2 separate regions of the Mus musculus genome follow, and region 1 is linked to region 2. A link is a contact called in public Hi-C data. All regions are on one chromosome and are shown on one strand. Each heading gives the region's core, a stretch centred on a gene start, on an enhancer-like site or on the middle of the called end of the contact. The rest is flanking DNA. Distances are from core to core; before and after follow the strand shown. Region 1 has its middle 27 kb from the start of Gm25038. Region 2 holds the start of Cxadr (coxsackie virus and adenovirus receptor).

Region 1 (5,322 bases), core at 1,732-4,231, 150 kb after region 2:
GATAGACTGTCTTGAATTTCCTTAGAAAGTTCAAGACCAGACTTACCTTGTAAAGCTGTACTCACTGGTACTCTGTTCCCCCAGCTGAAAAGTTCTGAATTCATGCAGTTGAATCCTTCTTAACAGTCTGCTTTACGGGAACCTTTATTACCGCGACCCGCAGTTCTGGTTCTGGAATGAGGGATCTTCCTTGCGCCGGTGATGGTAAACTCTCGTCCCGAGTTTTTTTTTTTTTTCCCGGGTTTCGGCACCAATTCTTACTCGCGTTCTCACGCCCGGCCAGGAAAGAACACAACAAACCAAAATCTTCTGCGGCAAAACTTTATTGCTTACATCTTCAGGAGCCAGGAGCGCAAACCCCCAGCCCCAAAAGCGAAAGCCACCCCAATTACATCTTTAGGAGCCAGAGCTCCGGCGCGCCAAAGCGCAGAGCGCGCTCTATTGTTTACATCTTTAGGAGCAAGCGAGCAGGCGCCAGAGCCAGAGAGAGAATGGCGGAAAACCCCGTCCCCTTTAAGGAGGAGTTATCCTTCGCTTAGGACGCATCACTCCCTGATTGGCTGCAGCCCATGGCCGAGCTGACGTTCACGGGAAAGGCAGAGTACAAGTAGTGGTAAAATACCCTTGGCACATGCGCAGATTATTTGTTTACCACTTAGAACACAGGATGTCAGCGCCATCTTGTGACGGCGAATGTGGGGGCGGCTCCCAACACATTGCCTTTTTTTTTTTTTTTTTTTTTTTTGGTTCTACCCTAGGTCTCAGAACCATCTGGCTTCAGGTTCCTGGATACCAGGGCAGGGTCAGGTATGGGCTGCCTCTAGCGGTATGGGGCTCAAGTTAGATCAGCTATGGTTGGCCACTCCCACAAACCCTGATTGGCCACTCCCACAGTCCTGAGGCCCAGCTCTTCTTGCAGTCAGGACTGGTTGTAGGTTGATGGTTTTGTGATTTGGTTTGCGTTCCAATGGAAATCTTGTCTGGTTACAGAGGATGGCATGGCGGGTTCAAGCTCTGACGCCTCCATTTCTAGGAGTCCTGGATGGGGTCACCCTTGTAGAATCCCAGGAGTCCCTACTGCACTAGGTTTCCATATCCCTCGCACCCCAAATGCCTTCCAATTCCCTTTATCTCTCCCCATACTCTTTTTCTCTCCATTCTTCCCCACACCCGATCCCTATATGTTTAACGTACAAATAGTTAAAGAGAAGTCTTAAAAAAATAGATTCTGAAACAAAATTCTATACCCTAAAATCTCTCATTTCCATTGCCACACAGCAAGCAAACCAAGCACAATAAATCAGTAAAACAGACAAAAAGTAGACCAGAAAAGTGAAAGGGGTCGGAGGGTCATAGAGAGAATGGCATGCTAGAAGATATTTATAAGATCTAGAAGTAATACTGATCTTAACCTATCAAACTTTTTTCTGCCTGTTCTGTGTCATGCTAGATACTTAACTTTGAAATTGTACTCGATCCTCATGACAGTTACAGGTGGTTTTTAGTATCTCCTTTTTACCGATGAGGAATTAAATCTGAGAGACTTTAAAGTAAGTTGTAGAAGAAATCCCATGTAGGATGGCATAATGGCCAAGGCTGCAGTGACATCATTACCTGTCATAATCCTACAACCAATGGTGAGTTATCAAAGGTAGAACACAGCAAACATATTTGAATAGTTGTACATGCTATCGAAGACTGCAGGAAGGAGAACCCAAAGACTCAAGAAGAACTTTGTGTTTAGTGCATGCATGTTTACATGTGTGCGTGTGCACATTTGTGTGGAGATACTGAGCATCCTTCACAAGCTGGCCACTTTCTTTCTTGATGTGGGATTTCTCATTGGGACCTAGGACTCACTGATTAGGCTATGGAGATTGGCCAGGGAGCTCCAGAGATGGTTCTGTTTGCTTCTGCCCAGTTCAGGAATCACAAATATGTGCTAGCATCCCTGACTTTTTAAAAATAAGTGTATTGTTTATGGATGTGTGTGTGTGCTTGTGTGTGTGTGTTCTGTGAGGCCACAGGTCCATGTCAAGTGTCTTCCTTTTAATTATTTAAAAAATTTTAAGTTTATTCTTCTCTTATATATTATACTCTGGCCACAGTTCTCCTTCCTCCTCTCCTCCCAGTCTCCTCCCTCCCATCCACTCCTCCTAGTCCTCCCATCCACTCCTCCTAGACCTCCCCATCCACTTCTCCTAGTCCTCCCCATCCTCTTCTCCTAGTCCTCCCCATCCACTCCTTCTAGTCCTCCCCATCCACTCCTCCTAGTCCTCCCCATTCACTTCTCCTAGTCCTCCCCATCCTCTCCTCCTAGTCCTCCCCATCCACTCCTCCTAGTCCTCCCCATCCACTTCTCCTAGTCCTCCCCATCCTCTCCTCCTAGTCCTCCTCATTCACTCCTCCTAATCCTCCCCATCCTCTCCTCCTAGTCCTCCCCATTCACTCCTCCTAATCCTCCCCATCCTCTCCTCCTAGTCCTCCCCATTCACTCCTCCTAATCCTCCCCATCCACTCCTCCTAGTCCTCCCCATCTTCTCCTCCTAGTCCTCCCTATCCTCTTCTCCTAGTCCTCCCCATCCACTTCTCCTAGCCCTCCCTATCTACTCCTCCTAGATCTCCCCATCCACTTCTCCTAATCCTCCCCATCCTCTCCTCCTAGTCCTCCCCATACACTCCTCCTAGTCCTCCCCATCTTTTCCTCCTAGTCTTCCCCCATCCACTCCTTCTAGTTCTCCCCACCCACTCCTCCTAGTCCTCCCTCCCAGTCACTCCTCCTCTCTTATAGGAAAGCTTTTTATGCTTGAGGTTGTTCAGGCGTGAAGAACTGCTTAGAAATGCGACTGGACAAACTGACCCGGTAGCGATCCGAAATGTGGGAGGAAACCCTGAGTAGCCTGTCCAGATTCCTCTCGGCTCCTCTTTTGTGGCTTGCCCTCCTTCCTTGTGACGGATCAGATCCTTGGAACCGATCCTGGGAACAGGGAAGGGGCGGGGCAGCCTTTGAAGGTCTGTGGCCTGCTGAAGAGGAAGAACCAGCCCCTGACCGTCCCAGAGAGAAGGACCTCGGCCTCTGTGACTCACGTCAGAGATTGGCAAGGGAAAACTGGAAAGTGCCTCCAGTGAAATTTTCTAAGCAAACCATTTTCTAAACTACATCACTACTAAGTATAGTGTATACTTGTGTATGTAAAAAAATCAAAACAAACAAACAAAGCAGTCTGGACTCACAAACCTGGATAAATACTATGGAAAAAGAGTGTAGTATAGACCCAGAGTCACATAAGAGAAGCGACCCGTGCCGCGTCCACAGAACCACCACTGGTAGTGTGGGTTCCAAGTGCCAAGATATACTTGAGGGACAAACTGACTCTTGTGCTATGCAATATCTAATGTCGAGTGTCACAAGGTCTGCTGCCAACACAAGTGCCCGAAGCTCCTCTGCAGAAGAGGCCGCCAGAGACTGGAGGGTAGACTTGACTCTCACAAAGCCCTTTCGTACCTGGGAGAATTTTCCTATGTCCAGGACAAAATTATTTATGCTTATTTGTGAATCAACATCCTCATATTGGAAAGCAGTGATGGTACATGTTTTAAAAATAACTTCCAATACACAAGAAAGTGATAAATTTATACTTTATATTCTAAAAAGTGGTTCTGGAGACTGAAAAAAAATGAATGTTAGATTTTATGCTGTTCTTAGAAATTTAGGATGGGTGTGAGACAGTGGTAATCAAATTTCATAATTGCCCAGGGTGACTTTAGAAGTTTATCCAGGAAGTTCCAATACACTTTATTCCATACGAGTTCACCACAGAGGAGATTATTGGTGTCGGGTGAAACAACTTGCCTAAAATAGCTCCCTAACTAAAACTAGTTATGGAAAAGACAGTCACTACAGTAGTCTACCACAAGAGGGCGCATTAGTTCTTTCAAGATCAGCGAATCGACAGTCAAAGCCGTCAAAGGACTGGGAGCAGCAAGCGCTTACGCAGCACCTAAACATCAAATCTAAAAGAGTTTCTTTTGTCACGTTTACGGCACTTGAAAAGAATATGAGATTTGCACATTAGTAAACAAGCCACACAAAGTATCCTTTACATTGAAGTATCATTTATGTATTATGATATACACACACATGTTTTATTTTTAGATACATATTATTCACTGCCACCAGTGAGCAAGGTGTCTTGGCAAACATTAAGAAAACAAGTGGTTTCCTTTTGTTACTTGAAATGCAAATTGCAGACTGTTGAAACTAAGGTTTATCTTAGCAGACAGGAAAATACTTAAAGATTACGAACTATACAGAAAATTATACCAAATTGACATATTCAAATAATCTTCATGTTACTTTCTCACACAGGTAAATAGGAGATTTGTTATATATTAAGTAATGGCCTTTAACTTTTACTCTTGAGCGCTTACAGGGGTATGCTTTGTTTGTGTAATATCTACCCCATCAGCCTCTTGTGCCCCTCTCACTTTCTCTAGGAGTCATGACCTCTTCTTGGATAATTACAATTGTTTCACAAACATACGCTCACACACACACACTCACACTCACAGACACCTACATGAACACACTCAAACACATATACTCACATAGACAAACACACATTCAGACAGACTCATAGACATAGACATGCACACTCACACACATAGACACACACACAGATGCAGACACAGATATACAGACACATGCTCTCTCTCTCTGTGTCTCACACACACACACACACACACACACACACGCACACATATACACACATACTCTCACATACACATACTCACACACACAGATGCAGACACAGATATACAGAGACACATGCTCTCTCTCTCTCTCACACACACACACACATACATGCTCACACACAAACACACAGATACAGACACAGATATACAAACACATGCTCTCTCTCTCTCTCTCTCACACACACACACACACACCTCCTATTGGGCTCAGTTAGTATTACTTGTGTGCATGTGTGTCCACTTGTCCACTTGACATTGGATATTCAAGGGGCTTCCTTCCCCCTTCCTCAGCAGCCATGATTGTCTGTAGCTCTTCACCCAGTGGAGAGTCCTTGTAAAAATGTTTCCATCACATCAATCATGGTCATTCTGCTCTTTTGCTCTTACTGATAGATCATTTCAGGCCTTCGTTCTGCTGCTTTAATCACCAGTAAGAACATCAAAGAATTTGTATATTGTTACCTAAAGCAGAAGATCAAAGGTAAGTGAACTTAGAAAAAAAATAGAGTATGATACAGCATATCACGTGTGGGCTGATCCTAGAAGGATATGTGATGCTTTTTAGTA
Region 2 (5,848 bases), core at 319-2,818:
CGGCAAAGGCAGCTCTTACAAAATAGGGCATTTAATTGGAGACTTGCCTACCGTTTTCAGTCCATAATTATCATGCAGGGAGCATGCAGACAGGCAATGATGCAGGTATGAGGCAGATGAAGCTGAGAGCCTCATCTTGATCGGAAAGGAGAGGAGGTGGGAAGAGGCAAGAGAGAGCCAGGATCTTATGGGTGTTTTGAAACCTCTAAGCCTGCCCCCAGGGATTCACCTCCTCCAACAAGGCCACACCTACTCCAAAAGGCTGCAGTACCCAATCCTTCTAATCCTTCCAAATAGTGATTAAGCATTTAAATATATGAGCCTGTGGGGACATCCCTATCACCCCCTACACCTGCCTTCTCTCTTTTCTCTGGTTCAACAAGCAACAAGGCATTCCCAATATTCCTTTATTAGTCCCTACTTGCTGAGCACTATGTGCTCTGTGGGGGGGGGGGCAAGCATTTTTTAAAAAAGATTTATTTATTTTTATATATTTGAATACACTGTCGCTGTCTTCAGATATACCAGAAGAGGGTACTTGATCCCATTACAGATGGTTGTGAGCCAGCCACTATGTGGTTGCTGGGAGTTGAACTCGGGACCTGTGGATGAGCAGCCATTGCTCTTAACTGTTGAGCCATCTCTGGACCTACCAAGCATTTTTTTTTTTAATGCACGATTTCACTTTCACTTCTAAATAACTTGCCCACCAAGACCCCTAACTCTTGGCCATTACGCTGGTTTCTTCTGTTTTCTACCTCCTAATATGGGGCTCTTGTGAATTTCAACATTTCTAACAGTTAAAAAAAAAATCTGGGAAGAGCAACCAAGAATAGTTAGCAAAGGCAAGTCTGAGGATAACAGCTTGGGAGAGCTGCAGGGCGGGATTGCACTGGCTTTTCAAATTCCTAATTTCCAAGAGCCACTCCCGTTCACTTAGCCATCCCCAACCGGTCCCACTTTTAAAGTTCTTTTGTCCCTGTGGGCTAACTTCAGGGCTGGAACGACTCATAATCGCAAGGAGGAGAAAAGCCCCAAGTATTTGTTAAACCTGCCGCCTCAATTTATAGGTCTAGTGTATACAGGGGCGGAAGAAAAGCCTCTCCTGAGCCTTCAATAGGAACCTAGCCATTCAAAAAGAAGGCAAGATATTGGCGGGGCTCTCTGATCGCCCTTGGAAACACGGGTGCCAGGAGGTCCCCACCCCTGACCACAGGATGCGGTGACTGCTGGCTAGTGGTGTGTCGAAAGAAACCTAGCTCAAGGTTTAGGGAGAGGGAGCAATTCCGGCCTGGAGCTGGGCTCTGGGGAGGAGGGCGTGACTGTTTCAGCAGTGAGACTGGCTCGCTGCTTCCCAGCTCACAAAGCGATTTAACCAGGAGTCGGGAGAGCTGGAGGTGGCTGCTAGCGCAAGCAGGTGTACAGCGCGCAAGACCGCTGGGACTGGAAGGTTCCTTAGAGGGGAGTGGGGGTGGGGAGGGGGGGTGGGACGCGGGCTGATCCCAGTTTCCATGGCAACCCCAGGGCGCCAACACTGTGGGCTCTTGCTTAGGGGCTCCCGGGTGCTGCCGGAAGTGACGCGTTCACCTGCCGAGCTGGGGCGGGGCGCAGAGGTGCCTTCGCTGCTGCCACCGCCGGGAGCCAGTCGGGAGTGTACCAGGCTCTGGGAAAACCAGGGCTCCCAGCCGAGATCGTTTACCTGCAAGCCACGACCCGGCCGGCAGCTACCATGGCGCGCCTACTGTGCTTCGTGCTCTTGTGCGGGATCGCGGGTGAGTTGCGGCACCTCTCCGTCCCAGTCGCTTGCGCTCCCAGCTCGCGGCCTCCCGGGAACAATGGGGCGTGGGGGGAGGGGGCGGCTCAATTTGGGGGGCGCTGCCGTGGTAGTGGCGGATGGGCACCCATGCACAGGGTGATCTGCCCCGGACCACGCGCGCCAGCCCGGAGAATGCATCGGTCCCCGGGAGCGGCGCAGGGGGCGTGAGGCGTCTGGGAGGCAGCGGAGCGGGGACCCGATCGTCCGGTGGCGGTGGCGGAGGCTCGCCCAGGGGCGTGTGGGGCGCGCCTCCAGGGCAGCTTACCCTGGGGACCATTTGGCTTTATCTGCCCTTGTCTGTTTCCCGCGTCTGCCTGGGTGTTGTGTGCCGCCAGCCTTCCCCGATTTCCAAGCTCCGGGCTGCGAGTTTTTAGGTATCGGGTAGTCCAAGCCGGGGAGGCTGAATTACCAACGCCATTATTTGAGAGAAGACTGAGCCGTTCGGTGTCAGTCGCCCTGGCTACCTTTAGGAAAGAAGCACCGAAGCTGCTGGTTTTTAGTCTCAAAGAACAGGCTAGCTCGACCCAGCAGCTCCGAGACGAGGTATTAGGAGCCGAAGGTCTGAAATCGCTGTTGGGGAGGAGTTAGCCCGGGTTTGTAATAAGTTGATTTTTTTTTTTTTTTTTTGTATGATGATTGACGTTCAGGTGGTGAGGCGTGTGGTGGTAGAAATCGCCCAGTACATCTTTCAGCTGCAGAGCGTCTCTTTCAGGAAATAAGGCATTAAAAAAAAAATGCCTGGACCCCAGGACGCATACGCATTCTAGCACTTAGAAATTAATCTTTTTCTAAGTGTGTTTTTAACAAGTCGGTCTCATTTCCTAATACTAAGCAATTGGAGGAATTTTCGAGCCAAGTGAGTCATGTAAAAGATTTACACGTTCAACTCTGGGAAGCACGCACGCGCACACACACCGTAGCCTCCGAAGAGGATTGCTTAGGATTGCGGGAGTTGGGAAGGTTGTTGGATCTGCCTCAGCTCTACTGGGATGGCTCTCTCTGCTTCCTGCTGAAATGTTAATTCCATTGTTGGATGCCACAGCTGTGGACATTACTCATGGGATCAACATTCTATTAACAAGTCTAATCTGTGGAGCTGAGGCTACCACACCGCCTCCACCTCCACCTTTTTTTTTGGATACAGATCTTTTAGGCTTGGCTGAAATTTCGAAATTAAATCTTGTGAAAAACAGGAAGGGTCGTTGAACCAGTCTGCTCGGTGAATCCCACCTTTGTTTGGTAAAACAAACCGAAGTTGAATACATCCAAAGCAGAAATTGGAGGAATGAAGAGGATGCAGGGAACTATCTTCCTCTTTTTTCTTTCTTATGAAGTAATGCTTTTTCCCCCTCTTCCTCTTCTGAAATACCTCTCTGGTGGTCACTCTTTCCATTAAGGCTATTTTAATATACCTAGCTCTTCATTCATATAATGTATGTGAGCACACTCTCGAAGGACAGATGTTTTTTTGTCTAAACAGGACAACTCTTTTCAACTCCCGTTTTTCTGCCTCAGAACTCAAATTTCTCAGCTGACACTGACCCCCAGCCCCCAACCAACCAATCAACCAACAAATAAAATAAATGCTAAACCCAAGTTCCAAAGACCTCAGAAACTTATTGATGTATGACTTTGATAATTTTTGTAGATCTGACTCTTAGTGTAGTGGTGAGAAATTTCGTGCTCATACCCACTGACTCTTCTATTTGCAAAATAAGGTTTACTCATTAAACACTGCACTGCTGTAGACTGTCTTTGCAAGTTCTAAAGAGTTTGATAGGATGTCCTGGATGCGGATGGGACTCTGGAGGTATAGTTATTGCCTCTGTAGTTCAAAGTCATAGGATTGGGAATAGCAGTGGAGGCTATAAGATACAGTAGTAAAATTAAGCCTTTGGTTAAACAGTCACTAAGCATGTGCCCCTGCCCCCGCTTTGCCAGTATGTCTGACCTCCAGCTTATGTTGGAGCATGACCTTGAACATGACCTTGAACACTTGGTCCTCGTCCTCTTTCCTGGGCTAGTATTAGGAGCTCAGTTCAACCACTCTCCTGACTGAGCTACACACATCCCCTGCTGTATGTGTAAGTGGTACATTTCCTAATGGCTCGTGTTCTTTCCAAGGCTGGTCTGGAACTCAGATGTGTAGACAGCAAACTTACCAGTAGTGTGTTCCTTCATCCTTCTCCTGCTGCTTGCTGGATTTACAGGTGTGCTCCCCACACCCGACTCCATGGGCTGTCTCTCCATTCCTTTAATCCCTCAAGCAAAAACTCTCCAAGGTGTGGATTATAGTCATGTCTATTGTATGAATGGAGAAACTGAGGCACGGAGGAGTGTGCACATGAATGTTCAGCCGTCACAGTTTTGCTGTTCATTGGGCACGTGTCACTGTGAGATTATACTTCCGAAACGGGCACTTTTCTCTTTGATTGCCTGTAATTGACATTCTCCGATCTGCCGCTGGTCGCCCATCACTTAGGAAGAACCTGTTGTCGGTTTGACCATGTGTCACATGTTGAAGGCTTTTATGAGTTAGCCTTTTAATTCCATGTCTTGGTTGAGTGTTTTTGAGTCACTTTGAGGAATCCGAGACTTTTCCACACTTAGGACACTGCTGGAAACTAATCTGCCTGAGTGAACCCCACGTACCTCAAGTTTTATTCTCAGAGAGAGTCTCAGGTAGACAAAGCTGCCCTCTAACCAAGGATGGGCCTTGGATTCCTGATTCTTCCACTTCTGTTTCCCAGTAGTGGGATTATAGATAGGTATGCACTACCGTGCCTAGCCAGCACCAGACATTAATCCCAGCAATCGGGAAGCAGAGACAGGTGAATCTCCATGAGTTCAAGGCCAGCCTGATCTACATAGTGAGTTTCAGGACAGCCACGGGTATGTAGAGAGACCTTGTCTCAAAAACAAAACACAATAAAACAAACAAAAACCCCAAATCACCAAAAAAAACCCTAATTCTTTGAGGGTTTCATACATGTGTATGGTTTGTTCTGATCTTACCAGCCTCCTGTTTTCTCTTCAACTCTTCCCAGATGACCCCCACCCCCACCCCTGCCAGCTACTTCATGTCCTTTCACAATCCAGTGAGTCTAGTCAGTGCTGTTCATATAAGCTTGGGTGTGGAACCATCCATTGGAGCATGGACAACCTACCGGGGTCAGTTCCCCGAAAATAATTAACTGACTTTCTGACCGCCTTTAGCCGCCAAAGCTCCTTAGCTGGGGTGAGGCATTATACAGTCCTTCCCATCTGTGGCTTGATCTCAGCGCCAGCATTTCTGAAGGTTTGTTCAGTGACAGGGTGCTGCTGGGTTTCACTCTTCCAATGTGAGTCAAACTTAAAATCTGACTCCCTCACTCGCTTGCCTTGTGATGGTGGCCAGGTCCTCAGTATACATCAGTTGCTTTGTGTGTCCAGAATAGATCTGAGGAAGGGATTGAGAAGGTGGTGGTGGTCACAGGATGCATTGTTTCCATTGGATCAGAGGGAGAAGTTTAGGAGACCTCTTGCTGAACATGTTGACCGTAGTTAATAACAGTCTTGAGAAATTGCTGATATTTTAACTGTTCTTACCACACAAAAAAATAAGTATGAGGTAATTGTCAATTACTTGGCTTGATAGAGTCATTCCAGAGGGCACTGCAATGCATGGTCCCTCTATCCCTCCTCCTCTCTTCTCTGCCCCCCTCCTCCCATCCACCCTCTGGCTCTCTCTCGCATTAGGTCACTTGTACTGTTACGTAGGCAGGCTGACCTGACCTGACGGTCATGCTCATGGCTCCCCTTCCTGAATGCTGAGGTGGTGGGATGTGGGAGTGTGCCTCCACAGCGCGAGCTCACTGTCCGGTCCTAACCTCTCGGCTGAAGTCACTGAAGGTAAAGAAAGATAGCCGGTGTGTTCTTCCCAGCCTGTTGACTTGTCTTTCCACACTTTCTGTGTCAGCTGTCCCCATGGTTTGGCACGTTGTCCTTTTTACAATCTCTGCCCTAAACCTGGGTGACCTCATACAGCATCAC

What was found. Hi-C and Micro-C count contacts between places; a contact is called where the count stands out from the background.
Region 1: a contact with region 2 is called in a Hi-C map of uterus, with 4 times the contacts expected there. The contact joins the enhancer-like site here to the promoter of Cxadr in region 2. A contact is called at or near these places in 3 of 484 Hi-C or Micro-C datasets (cortical neurons, liver and uterus) and 1 of 115 datasets of contacts at active chromatin or transcription factors (embryonic stem cells).

Annotation. Positions count from the first base shown.
Region 1 is chr16:78,448,565-78,453,886 of GRCm38.p6, forward strand. No RefSeq gene overlaps it. Among named protein-coding and RNA genes, the nearest start is that of Gm25038, 27 kb to the left of the region's middle. Within about 2 kb of position 2,982, at least 29 of the 459 cell types and tissues checked have an H3K27ac peak or open chromatin away from gene starts, as enhancers often do. A contact at or near this core is called in uterus, where this site is marked.
Region 2 is chr16:78,300,103-78,305,950 of GRCm38.p6, forward strand. It overlaps Cxadr (coxsackie virus and adenovirus receptor), which reads left to right and starts at 1,569. Exons shown (of 7, transcript NM_001025192.3): 1 at 1,569-1,772. The coding sequence starts at 1,730.